Linked DNA regions of Mus musculus: all the other regions are linked to region 1. A link is a contact called in public Hi-C data. All regions are on one chromosome and are shown on one strand. Each heading gives the region's core, a stretch centred on a gene start, on an enhancer-like site or on the middle of the called end of the contact. The rest is flanking DNA. Distances are from core to core; before and after follow the strand shown.

Region 1 (2,700 bases), core at 175-2,674:
AAGAAATTAAATGCATGGAGAAGGAAAAAAAAAATCCAGGGTCCCCTTGACAGCAGATTCTGGTTAAGAAAAAAAAATGTTACTAAAATCAGAGGGGGGGGGGATGACTATAGCATTGCTGATGGGTATTTGAGGGCTCTTACACCTTTTGTATCCCACATTTCACAAATATTGTCCCCATCCTAGAGAATTCCACAGTTTGCATTTAGGGGTTTTCTTTCTTCTAAGGTTTGCTCTCACAGGTCTCAGTTACTCTTGGAGAACCATTTCTCTGCTTGGTGTTTTATCATCTATGCTTTGAATTACGTTGTATGGCAGGAGCCAGGAGGAGACAATGGATAATTTTTGCACAGTCTGCTTTCAGCTGAACTCTGAGTCTGGAGTTTAGATTGTAACCTTGTGGGTTTTTCTTTTTCTTTCCTTTGAGGTTCTCGGCCAAGGAGAGAAACCACAGCCTTCATTTCCCTTCACACCTTACAAATTTCTGCAAAGGTGAAACGGAACTAAGGTGGGTCATATCCCAGGGCATCCAATACACATCAAAAGCACGCCATGGAAGCAAGCCATTGCAACATCTCTGGCCTCCCAGAAAATGATACATGGAGCACCAACTGAGTGGTGAATCGGGATGTCAGGTTTATTCCCTCCTTCCTAACCGTTTTGTGAGGTTGTATCTACATTACTTGTTAATATGCATTACCAAAACAATAACAGCTGGCAGAGGAGTGTGCTTGTGGACATGAATCATAGAGAGGATTTCCGGAAGGTGCCCTTCTCGAGATGCGACGTAGAATAACCTGCGGGGAGAAAAACGGTGAAGTTGACTATAGAATCAATCATTCAAATGGGTAACATTCTTAAATCCCCGAAGCAATATGGACGAATCTTCCTCATGCTAGGCATCTTGACATTTCTTATCTGGTCATTTGAGTTGTGCTTTGGAAACAAAGGGCAGATTTCATCATAAGTCTCTTTTCAGGACATACAGTGTCTGGGAAATATCTTATATCACTCCGAGGAAAAACAATAGCAATATTGCACTGAGTGGAGTTCTCCCTATACTTGAGTAGCTGCTGGCAAATTCAGTGCTAGATTGCTAGTGTCAGTCCAAGCTAGCACTCATTCAGTGCACAGGTACACACATGTACATGCATGTTGTGTTAACATTTCTCTAATTTAAACTGTAACATAGACCAAAAAAAAAAAAAAAAAAAAAAAGATTTTTTTGTGCCATCTAACTAAGGAAAAAAAATGGTTACCGATGGTGGAGTGGTGATTTCTGCTTTCAATTTTACTCTTTTTCGTGGCACCTTCAGGAAAACAAAAGACTTTATCGCTAGAAATAAAGGCCGTTATAAGACCCTGTAGACTCACTCTTTTTAAAAATGCAGCATGCCTGGCTCAGAGTGGGCTATGTGTAGACACGCAGCGCCCTCTACTGGACAGAATGAAACCTGCTTCACTGGAATCTACGAGGAACTCGCATATCCCTTTAAAAACAACAGGTTCGGAGGAACTATTGCTTTTCTCTTTAAAAGTTATCCTTATCACATCCAATCTCTAAAACAAAAATGTGTTTCTGAAAATACATGAACTCCCTCACCTGGAGACAGCGAACACACCACCGTTCATGGAGCCGAAGCAGGAGAGGGCAACAAAGATCGGGACTGCTAATGAGAATTTTCCCAGCAGCCGCTCAGAGAAGGTCTGAGGAAGGAAAGAACGGAACAAATTAATGCTTTCCCCGAAAGTGGAATAAAATGAAACAATTTAGGCCAAACTTGCTCTTTGACTTTCTATTAGCCTGGTGCTACGTGAATGTTTTATAATCCTTCTTTTTCGTTAGGGTCAAACTGACTCCACAAGACAATCACCAGCAGCGGGTACCACGGCATTCCTTGTCTCAGACCTGTGGGCAAAGGTCTAAGCAGTCGCCTTCTCTGTCCCTCCAAAGCAACGATCCGTTTACTGACTCTTTATCAACTATCGCCTCCGATAAGAGGAAGGGGCTCAGTTCGGAAATTCTACATTTAGAGACAGAAATTGTTCTGCACAATCCCAGAAAGCCACCTTTGTATGAAGAGGTATAGATACACACTGGCGAGTGTTTCGGGTACTTGTTTCACATACCAACCTCAGTTCGGGAGGATAAATCAAAACAATAGACAAGTTGACCATTTCATCACAGGAGTGAGCCACTCTGGAGGTTCTTTACCGGGTAAGCCCTACCAGCTGAACCTGTTTATGGAGTCAGCCCTCCCCCACCCTAGGAGGCCATCATTTCCTTCCAGGGTTTCCTGTAAAAGGCTAGAACAAAATTCCAATCCTGACAAGCGACAGAAACTATAAATAAATGAAATAAATGGTAGACAAAGTTCTAAGCTTTCCTCCTAGGCTGTCATGGGGGTAGTCTTGCACATTTGTATAAAGGATGCTGTTTGTTGTTGTTGTTGTTGTTAATATAAGATTTTTTTTTCATTGTCCTTGATGCAGCTGGTGTTATGCAATTAGCAGACCCCATTATGCTTTCCACAAATTAGTGCTGCCCTTTGCCTAGAAACGTGAGGCAACCGACCAGACACCGGAAGCTTTGTCCATTTCACTGCCTGACAGCACTGCAGTGGACAAAGCCCTCAGACACTGGTTCACAGGACAGGAGTTAACCGTTCCCTGTGGGTGTTGCTGATAGGAAGTGATACC
Region 2 (2,700 bases), core at 9-2,508, 600 kb after region 1:
AGACAAAATACATCCTTTGTTCTCTCTCTAGAAGAGTATTTCAAATAATCACGGCAATAAATCTGATTTTCAAAATACCCCAAAATAGATTTGGCTTCCTCAAGAGTAGAATGACTATGGGTTTGGCTTTCCCGGAGCAGTTGTGGGCATTTTTCCAATGTGCGATTTTTTCCAGTGTACAAATATTCCTTTTTAAACATTTTCATCAGCCTATGAATATTCTTACTTATCAGGTCAGCTTGTAGAACTGTGTCAGTCTGCACTCTCTGCCTGCAGCTTGCACATCTGCTCTTGATTTACACAGGGAATGGCGGGTTATCAGCAGGGTGAGTTCAGCTCTAATCTGCTGCCTGACATAAGGCCATAACCCTCTGAAACACCTCAGCATACACATGGCCCAGTAAAACAGCATTCATTCAAATGGCGCCTTCTCTGAATCCAACCTGAAATTTAACGTGAGCAAAATTTTATGAGGTGCCTATTGTGTTCCTGTAGGGTCAGTAGAAGAGCCACGGAAAGTCTTGCTTAAGAAGCAGACTGGATAGGGCAGCTCAGAGGTAGCGTGTGTGCTTAGCATGCACAGACCCTGGGTTCAGTCCTCAGCATCAAGAAAAAAGAAGACAGAGGAGAAGTAGGAGGAAGAGGAGGAAGAAGAGGAGGAGGAAGAGAAAGAGGAAGAGGAAGAAAACACACATGGAAGAAATAGAGGCAAGTAAACACCCGGGCAGATAAAGGACCAAAACTGCAACTTTCAAAGAAATCCTGAAGTCTTTTTTAAATGCCAGAAATCAGGCCACAAGCATCAAACAAGGACAAAAACTGAAAGTAGAATTTCTTTTCCTTAATCTATTGAGAAGACATGACAAGTTTTGACACTGAGAAGAAATGACATAAATGTGACAACCTCAGACCCTTAACACAGAAAACTTGAAGTAAAAACTTGTGCCAGAGAGACAGATGGAACACATCACTCAGTCCCAGCATCCTAAAATACACGGAGCCTTTGCACACCATCCCTCCGAACCATGAAAGCAACATCATTTAACACAATCATTAAATGCAAGAGCCATAACATGCATAACAACCATGTGTAGGTGATAGCAGCCTGCTGGAAAAACACCCAGGACATCTCAGACTCCGCTGGCAGACTGAACAAAGAGAGCTTCACACGACTCCCACACAGTGCTGGAAAACGCAGTGATCCACGGAAAGCAATTGAGGAAAGATGACAAGCCCCAGCTTAACATCATCCAGCAAGCTCACGATCAGGAATAACTCAACTGAGAATGGCAATCTCTGTGCCCACGGATCGAGCACAGGCTAACCGTACAGACGGAGGGTACAAAGGAGGGAGGCCTAAGTGGTCATTTTGAGGACAAGATATGCCTCTTCTAGGGGTCTCCAAAATCGAGCATTTTTGAAATGAAATGTTATCTGTGAACAAGCCATTACAGCCCAGGACAGCATCAGCTAACAAAGCCTGAAGGCCAGTGAGGCCACCTTCTCAGCCTGTTTTATTATCTGTTGCCACTGTTGCTATGACAACTTTTCAGAGGCTTTATTGAAGACCAAGAAAAACCTCTACAGGCACTGATCTTGTCTGCAGGACATGAAAGAGCTGGTCAGTTTGGTGAAGGTTAAATGGTCAGGGCAGCTCACAAACACTGCTTAGGAGCCTTCTATCTCCAATTTCAAAAATTGTCTGAAATATTCACTTATATTGTCACAAAAGTATATAAAAGGTTCTTTATAAACCTTAATATAATAATTCCACAGAACCCCCCAAAGACTACCCTTTCTGATTCCTAGACTCAAGATGAAGTTTTCTCCTGTCTCAGCATGGGCATCCCAAGTGGAAAGAAGATTTTGTTTGTTTGCTCGTTTGTTTGCTTGTTTGGTATGTCGGTTTCTTGGACCACTTGGCATTCAACCTCATGAGAAGGAGACCTTTGATGCAGAAAACCAAAATGGAGCTCAGAAAGTCCCCCATGTCTCCGTGGGTCAAGGACATGCAGCCCAAGTAAAACAGAGCAGGAAGAACATCTCCTTGTGGCCCCGTTCTAGCAAGAACCATGCTGACTCCCCTCTGCGATTATTTACTTCCCACCTTCCCCAACGTGGTGCTCGTGATAATTGCTAACTTTGTGAGATGTCGGAACACGGCCACTTATGTAAAGCAAAGTGCCTTTCGACATTTATGAAGTGCAGATTCTCTATAAATACAGGAGAGTGCTAATCACCCAAGCACCCCTAGGCACAGTAGATCAATACTGAAGATGAATACTCCTCTTTCATTGAAATTCAGAAGGAAAAAAAATCCATTTGTTACCTCTCTGATAAACTAGCACACTCTGTAACTTGCCAAATAAAATTTAAGATCAGAGCTTATTGCTCAGACACAGAAATTTGGGGAAGAAAACAATCATGGGTCAACGTGAACTATATCCTCTCCCCGTCTAGATCTATAGAGAGATATATGAGCACAAGCACTTTTGGAGAGAGAGAGCAACGGCAAGCCTGTCACTCACCTTGTGACCTCTTATAAAATAAAAGCATCCATTGTGAGTAACCTGTAACATAAAATAAGCAGTGATGTGCATCACAAAGTGGCTGGAAAAGCAGACAAGCCTCAAAGGCGATTTGGGGAGTATTTAGGGTAAATTTCACTTCTACTTTTCAGGGTCGCTTTCTTTCTCCTCT
Region 3 (2,700 bases), core at 92-2,591, 740 kb before region 1:
AATTGCCCCTTTTCTTTGCAAGCATAGATTATATCTTTGTCTAGCAGAGGCAAATGTCCACTTAACACTCAACTGAGATGGCATGAGTAACAAAAAGACCCGAAGGTTTTGTTTTCCAGTTTTCTTTGGCTAATCAGGATACATTTATTCTGGAGAATATTCTGAATAAAATATTTTTTCTTCAAAGCATGAGTTTAGAGCAGCTGCTTTTCATGGTACACACCTGCAAGGTATTACGGAATGATGTGTTTTTAAAAGGAGTGCTTCAAAATCCTATGTTCAATTTGTGCCTCCCAGCTCAGACTCACTCTCTGCCTGCTGTGTGTTCAGCAGGCCCTGCTTACTGTCTCCCTGACCCTGGTTGCCTAGTTACAAAATCCTCTTTGTGATTTGTGAGATGCTCATCCTGATTGAGAGCAATGGATTTATTTATTTTTTTCCTAAAGTAAACTTAAGAGAGTTTCTATTTCAGAGTGGAACATATTAAAACCAGTAAACCTTGCCAAATTTAGACATGTAGTTCCCACGGAGAAAACTTATCAACTAGAGTTTTTGTCTCTTCCAAATTCTTTCTGGTCAATAGGGCCAAGAGTTTCCTTCTGGTTCTACAGAAAAGTAACTTCACGTAGCTCCTAAAAAAGGATAGATTATAAAATCAAGTTTAAATATAAAAATACATTACAAAAATTTAGTATATTTTAAGTGGATTGAGCATCTCTCTAGTTTTCTCATTGTTTCTATAAATGAACTTGAGAGAAAATACATTGTAAGTAAATTGCCAGGTTGAAACATTTCAAATAATACGTTTTTTGTTTTGTTAATTAACACAGTGCATTTCAAATTTCAAGCCACATAGCTCTGTGCTAGTGTCCAAGCAAACTGCTTATCAAACAAGTATTTATAGAAACCACTTATCTATCTAATTTTTTCTAAGGCATTTTTTTTACCACTAACAAATTCAAGTGGAGTTAATGCACAGTTTCATGATGATTTCTGTGGATCACAAACACACTAATATAGTAGTGATTGTTGATTACAAGAGTTTGGGTGCAATAACTCTGAAGATTTCTTAAAGAGATGCCAACTGGCAAGCGGAGCTAAGTACCACAGTCCAGTTCTGAAATAACTAGCCCATTATGTCATAGGCTCCGCTTGCTCCTCTGACACTTGAGCGTGTACACCCACTGCAGTCAGGATAATTGGTACCAGCTGTTTAACTGTTGATCTTTTTTCTTTTAACTTTGGCCAGGAGCCAAGCTGACTTAAAAGCCAGGATTCTAAAAAGAGCCTGAAGACTCCTGCCAATGTATATGTATGTTTTTGTTTCAAGCTGCCTTGCTGGAGTAGTTCATTCCAAGGCCATGATGGAGAAAAGACAGTAACACAGATGCAAGTGAAAATAGGCTGTCTAGCTTCTAAGAGTCAGAGGGAAGCCAAAATGTGTGACTCAAACATCTCATTTTTCCACTCTTTTCTTTCCAGAGCAACAGTTTCCACTCACTGGTGTGACCAGCAATTTGTTTTTATCCTCCAGATATTTTCTGTAACAGAGTTTTGTGGTGAATGTGAATAATGGGTTCAGGGTCTTAAAAATGTAGTTTCCTCCTCTTTTTATTTATTTATTTTTTTTGTCAAGCCATTGAAGAAAAATTTATCTTGACAACCAGCAAATATGAAACAATATCCTTCCCCTAATCCCTAAAGTAATAGACCCAGAAAGGATAGGATCGGGTACCTGATGCCCCTGATAGAGTATGAGAAGTGTATTCAAAGATCCAAACAGAGTTAGTTACTAGAAAATGTGTATTGGTGGTGACCTTCTCAACTACTACTTAAAGCAACTGCTTTGTAAAACATCATAGTTAAAACAAACTGTAAAATTCTAATTATTAAAAGTATGATAAAGCATTAAACTGGATTTTAGTGTTCTGATAGTATTCAAGTTTCATTTCGGGTAATAGTAAAATCCTAGTTGTAAGAAAATTATTAGAGCATCTTCAGAAAGTTAGAAAAGTGGGTGGGTGGGTTGGTGGGGGAGCTCCCTCCTGGAAGCAGGGTGGAGGGAGGATGGGATAGGGGGTTTGAAGAGGGGAAACAGGGAAGGGGGATGCCATTCGTAATGTAAATAAATAAAATAATGTATAAAAATATAGAAAACGAAAAGGAATAACATGGCAACAGGAAAATCAAATCGTTGTAAAGGTTGAAAACACAGATATGAGTAGAAAAATCAGGGAACTAATGCAAATATTTTCAGAGTCTGAGAAAAGAAAGAAATGTTAAAAATAATATGAAGGGCGGTGGGCAGCCTCTGACCGAAACTGGGCCTCAACCAGATGGTGGTGGTGAGGCACAGCTGCCAGCCCTGGGGCTCGATCCTCCGGCTGTTCGGGCGGCCTGGGAAGTGGCTTTGCTGCGCTGCTCTTCCTGGGCCCTTCTTGGGTTGTGTATGGGACCAACTATCGCCAAACCATCTTCATATTTATCAGCAGTTCTGGCGGTGAGCAAATCAACCAGGTGGCCCTGGAGGCCTGGCGCAGCCTCGGGGACAGGGAAGATATCAGCCTACAGGAGGTGGAGCCAGTAATCTCCCGAGCTGTGATGGATAACCCTCAGCATGGCTTCTGGCGGTCTGGCATCATGGAGGAGCACCTGCTGGATGCTGTGGTGCCCTTCCTCCCACTCCGGCAGCATCACGTG
Region 4 (2,700 bases), core at 166-2,665, 620 kb before region 1:
TCTCATAGGACTTGGTGATTTCATAATCCACTGGCTTGAAAAGAGTCAAGTGGCCTTTTTCTGAGTCGATCTTAAAAGTCTCTATAATTTTGGGAGACACATGACTGCTGAAAGAATACACAATTCTCCCATTAGCGCCCTCATCTGGATCGGTGGCATTTAGATCAAGGAGCAAGGTTCCAACTGGGGAGTTTTCTAAGAGTTGTATTGTGTAAGAAGGCTGCTCAAAGGCCGGGCTGTTGTCGTTGGAATCCGAAATGCTGATTTTCAGGATGGAGGAGCCAGACCTCTGAGGCACTCCCATGTCGGAGGCGGTGAGCTGAAGCTCGTAGCTAGCCTTCAGCTCCCGATCCAACTCTTTCACCACTATGAGTTCAGCGTACTTGGCCCCGTCTGTCCTGGTTCGCACTTCGATATTAAAATAATCATTAGCAGAGAGCGAGTAGGTGTGGAGGGAATTTTCCCCAACATCTGGGTCGAACGCACTGTCCAGGGGGATACGAGTCCCAACTGCTGCGCTCTCCGATATCTCAATGGGAATGACGGGTCTCGAGAATTGGGGGGAATTGTCATTAATGTCCAGCACGTCCACTTCAATGTGGAACAGCTGCAGATGCTCGGTCGGCAGAGTGAGCACATCAAACTCTATCGAACAGTTCAAGTTTTTTTGGCATAGTTGCTCGCGGTCAATTTTAGCCCCTATGCTGATTTCTCCGGTATTCTCATTTACGACCAGGAGAGGAGAATTCCCCCGTGGCATGGCTCGAAAACGAACAGCAGAAGGATTTGGTAGCTTCAATAAAACATCAGCCACATCTTCTGATAGTCTAGCAATTACCGATCCGACCCTCTGCTCCTCATAAATCCTGTATTTCAGATTCTTAGCCAGGACATCGTGGCTGAAAAACGCCATCAGAAGTGCAAGTGCAAATCTAAAGTGCATTTTAGTATTCATTTGGTGCATTGGTCAGTTGCTAGATTCCCTTCTCAGGGCGAGTTAGAAGAGCCCAGCAATCCCTTCAACTTCCTCCCAGCCACTCAGAGCTCTAAGCCACATCGGGTCTCAGAGTCTTGAAAGCGACTCTTAATCACACAGCAATTAAACAGCTCGCAAACTTCAGTTTTCATACACACCGTTTGGCGACTTCCAGATAGGAGCGTGAAGTCCCTTCCTGGTAGGGGTGGCCGCTGGTCCTCCTGGCTGGGAGCAGCGTGTCACCTCGGCCTGGCTCCCCGCGTGGACTCCGTCCCCATCTATTGCAGGGTGCTGGCGGAGTCTGCAGTCTGTGTTTCCCGGGCGATTCTTGATTTTCCCCCCTTTCCTTTTCTCTGCTCCGCTGCAGACTAAACACCGGTGATTGCTGACTCCAGTCTGAAAATCTCTACAACTTCACTTCAACTCAGACAAAGCTCTTTGCCTGGCGTGTGTTGAATCGCTTCCAGCCAATCAGCGAGCTTCCAAATCCGAAGCTGCTGGAGTCACCGGAGCGAGGGAGGGCGCGCGTGGAGGGTGGGAGCGGGAGGGTGGCGGGCGCGGGTTGGGGACCCGCTAGGGGCGCGGGAGCGCGGCCGGGGGTGGGGTTCAGCCCTCCCGCCCCTCCTCCATCTCCATCCACTTTCTCCAAGCGTGCCGCGACAAAGGGGAGACAAATTACAGCAGGAGAGCGGTGTGGGGGTGGGGAGACCGGGAGGGAAGGAAAAAGAAAGGAAGAAAAAAACTTTAAATCAACTTCTGGTCGCCTGTATTTATATATGGCACATTAAATAGTTCTTGTTTTCTTAATTGATCTTTTCTTCTGCTACAAACATGTAATCATCTTGCTTTTTTCAGGGTTCCTTAACTGCTGGTTTCACTTAAAATACCTCCAAGTGAATTTTGTCGGTGGAGGAATTTAATAAAATGGGGAAACTTGCTTCTAATTATGCACACACCCCCTCCCCCTCGGCGGGTCTTTTCTCCTCCAAGGAGCAGCAAGCCGATTTTCTTGGAGCTCTGTTTTAAAGAACAGCCCAAGTGGAGAGGTTTCATTTTCTGCTTTCTTTCATCTTTACTCTTTGAAGATAAGAAAGGGGCCTATCTTGCACTCCCGATTTCTCTTAATTAGCAAGATTTAAAGGAACACCTCAGAGTTTGGAACTAATTAGCAAAAAAATTCTACCTTATTTCAGCCCTTTCTTTAGCTTGAGCAAAATTGTTCCATATATATATATATATATATATATATATATATAGCCTTGCACTTAAAAAAATCCTATTTATTTTGGGCAAAATTGATAGCTTGGGTAAAATTGGTAGCCTTCGCCTAGCGAATTCTTCCAATAGAGTACTATCTACCCATAGTGAGTTTTCACAATGAGTTCTGAGGAGACATGGACTCAATAGTTTACAAGTCAAATTTTTATAATACATACATTATTTATGAAAACAGTTTCCAGATATGTATTTTAAAAACCCAAAGGTTGTTTACACTGAGAAATAAAATGCCTGAGCTGAAAATTGCATTTTGTGTGCATCAGAGTGCTGGAAATATCTCAGGAGGTTGGTGCTGTATCCAGGTCACGGGGTTGATATGGTATTCTTATTGGGAAATATGATTATTTATGATGCTCCTTCTGCTCTGCGGCTCCTTTTAAGTTTATCACTCTGGCTCCATTCTTGCTCACCCTCCCCACCCCCCCTTTGCATTATCCCTCAGCTGT

What was found. Hi-C and Micro-C count contacts between places; a contact is called where the count stands out from the background.
Region 2: a contact with region 1 is called in a Hi-C map of nephron progenitors, with 2.1 times the contacts expected there. The contact joins two enhancer-like sites. A contact is called at or near these places in 2 of 484 Hi-C or Micro-C datasets (nephron progenitors and uterus) and 1 of 115 datasets of contacts at active chromatin or transcription factors (kidney).
Region 3: a Hi-C map of uterus shows a contact between it and region 1, with 4 times the contacts expected there. The contact joins two enhancer-like sites. A contact is called at or near these places in 1 of 39 promoter capture datasets (cranial neural crest) and 1 of 484 Hi-C or Micro-C datasets (uterus).
Region 4: a contact with region 1 is called in a Hi-C map of uterus, with 7 times the contacts expected there. The contact joins the promoter of Pcdh18 here to the enhancer-like site in region 1. A contact is called at or near these places in 3 of 39 promoter capture datasets (cranial neural crest, frontonasal cranial neural crest and maxillary cranial neural crest), 6 of 484 Hi-C or Micro-C datasets (granulosa cells, myocytes, nephron progenitors and 3 more) and 4 of 115 datasets of contacts at active chromatin or transcription factors (astrocytes, craniofacial prominence, embryonic forebrain and 1 more).

The regions. Positions count from the first base shown.
Region 1 is chr3:50,380,272-50,382,971 of GRCm38.p6, forward strand. Slc7a11 (solute carrier family 7 (cationic amino acid transporter, y+ system), member 11) reads right to left here. Exons shown (of 12, transcript NM_011990.2): 8 at 1,604-1,707; 9 at 701-797. Among named protein-coding and RNA genes, the nearest start is that of Slc7a11, 62 kb to the right of the region's middle. Within about 2 kb of position 1,425, at least 72 of the 459 cell types and tissues checked have an H3K27ac peak or open chromatin away from gene starts, as enhancers often do. A contact at or near this core is called in embryonic forebrain, nephron progenitors, neural progenitor cells and 1 more, where this site is marked.
Region 2 is chr3:50,983,038-50,985,737 of GRCm38.p6, forward strand. No RefSeq gene overlaps it. Among named protein-coding and RNA genes, the nearest start is that of Gm35756, 58 kb to the right of the region's middle. Within about 2 kb of position 1,259, at least 52 of the 459 cell types and tissues checked have an H3K27ac peak or open chromatin away from gene starts, as enhancers often do. A contact at or near this core is called in nephron progenitors and uterus, where this site is marked.
Region 3 is chr3:49,641,305-49,644,004 of GRCm38.p6, forward strand. It overlaps the pseudogene Gm29741. Among named protein-coding and RNA genes, the nearest start is that of Gm23096, 16 kb to the right of the region's middle. Within about 2 kb of position 1,342, at least 101 of the 459 cell types and tissues checked have an H3K27ac peak or open chromatin away from gene starts, as enhancers often do. A contact at or near this core is called in uterus, where this site is marked.
Region 4 is chr3:49,755,901-49,758,600 of GRCm38.p6, forward strand. Pcdh18 (protocadherin 18) reads right to left here and starts at 1,416. Exons shown (of 4, transcript NM_130448.3): 1 at 1-1,416. The coding sequence starts at 964.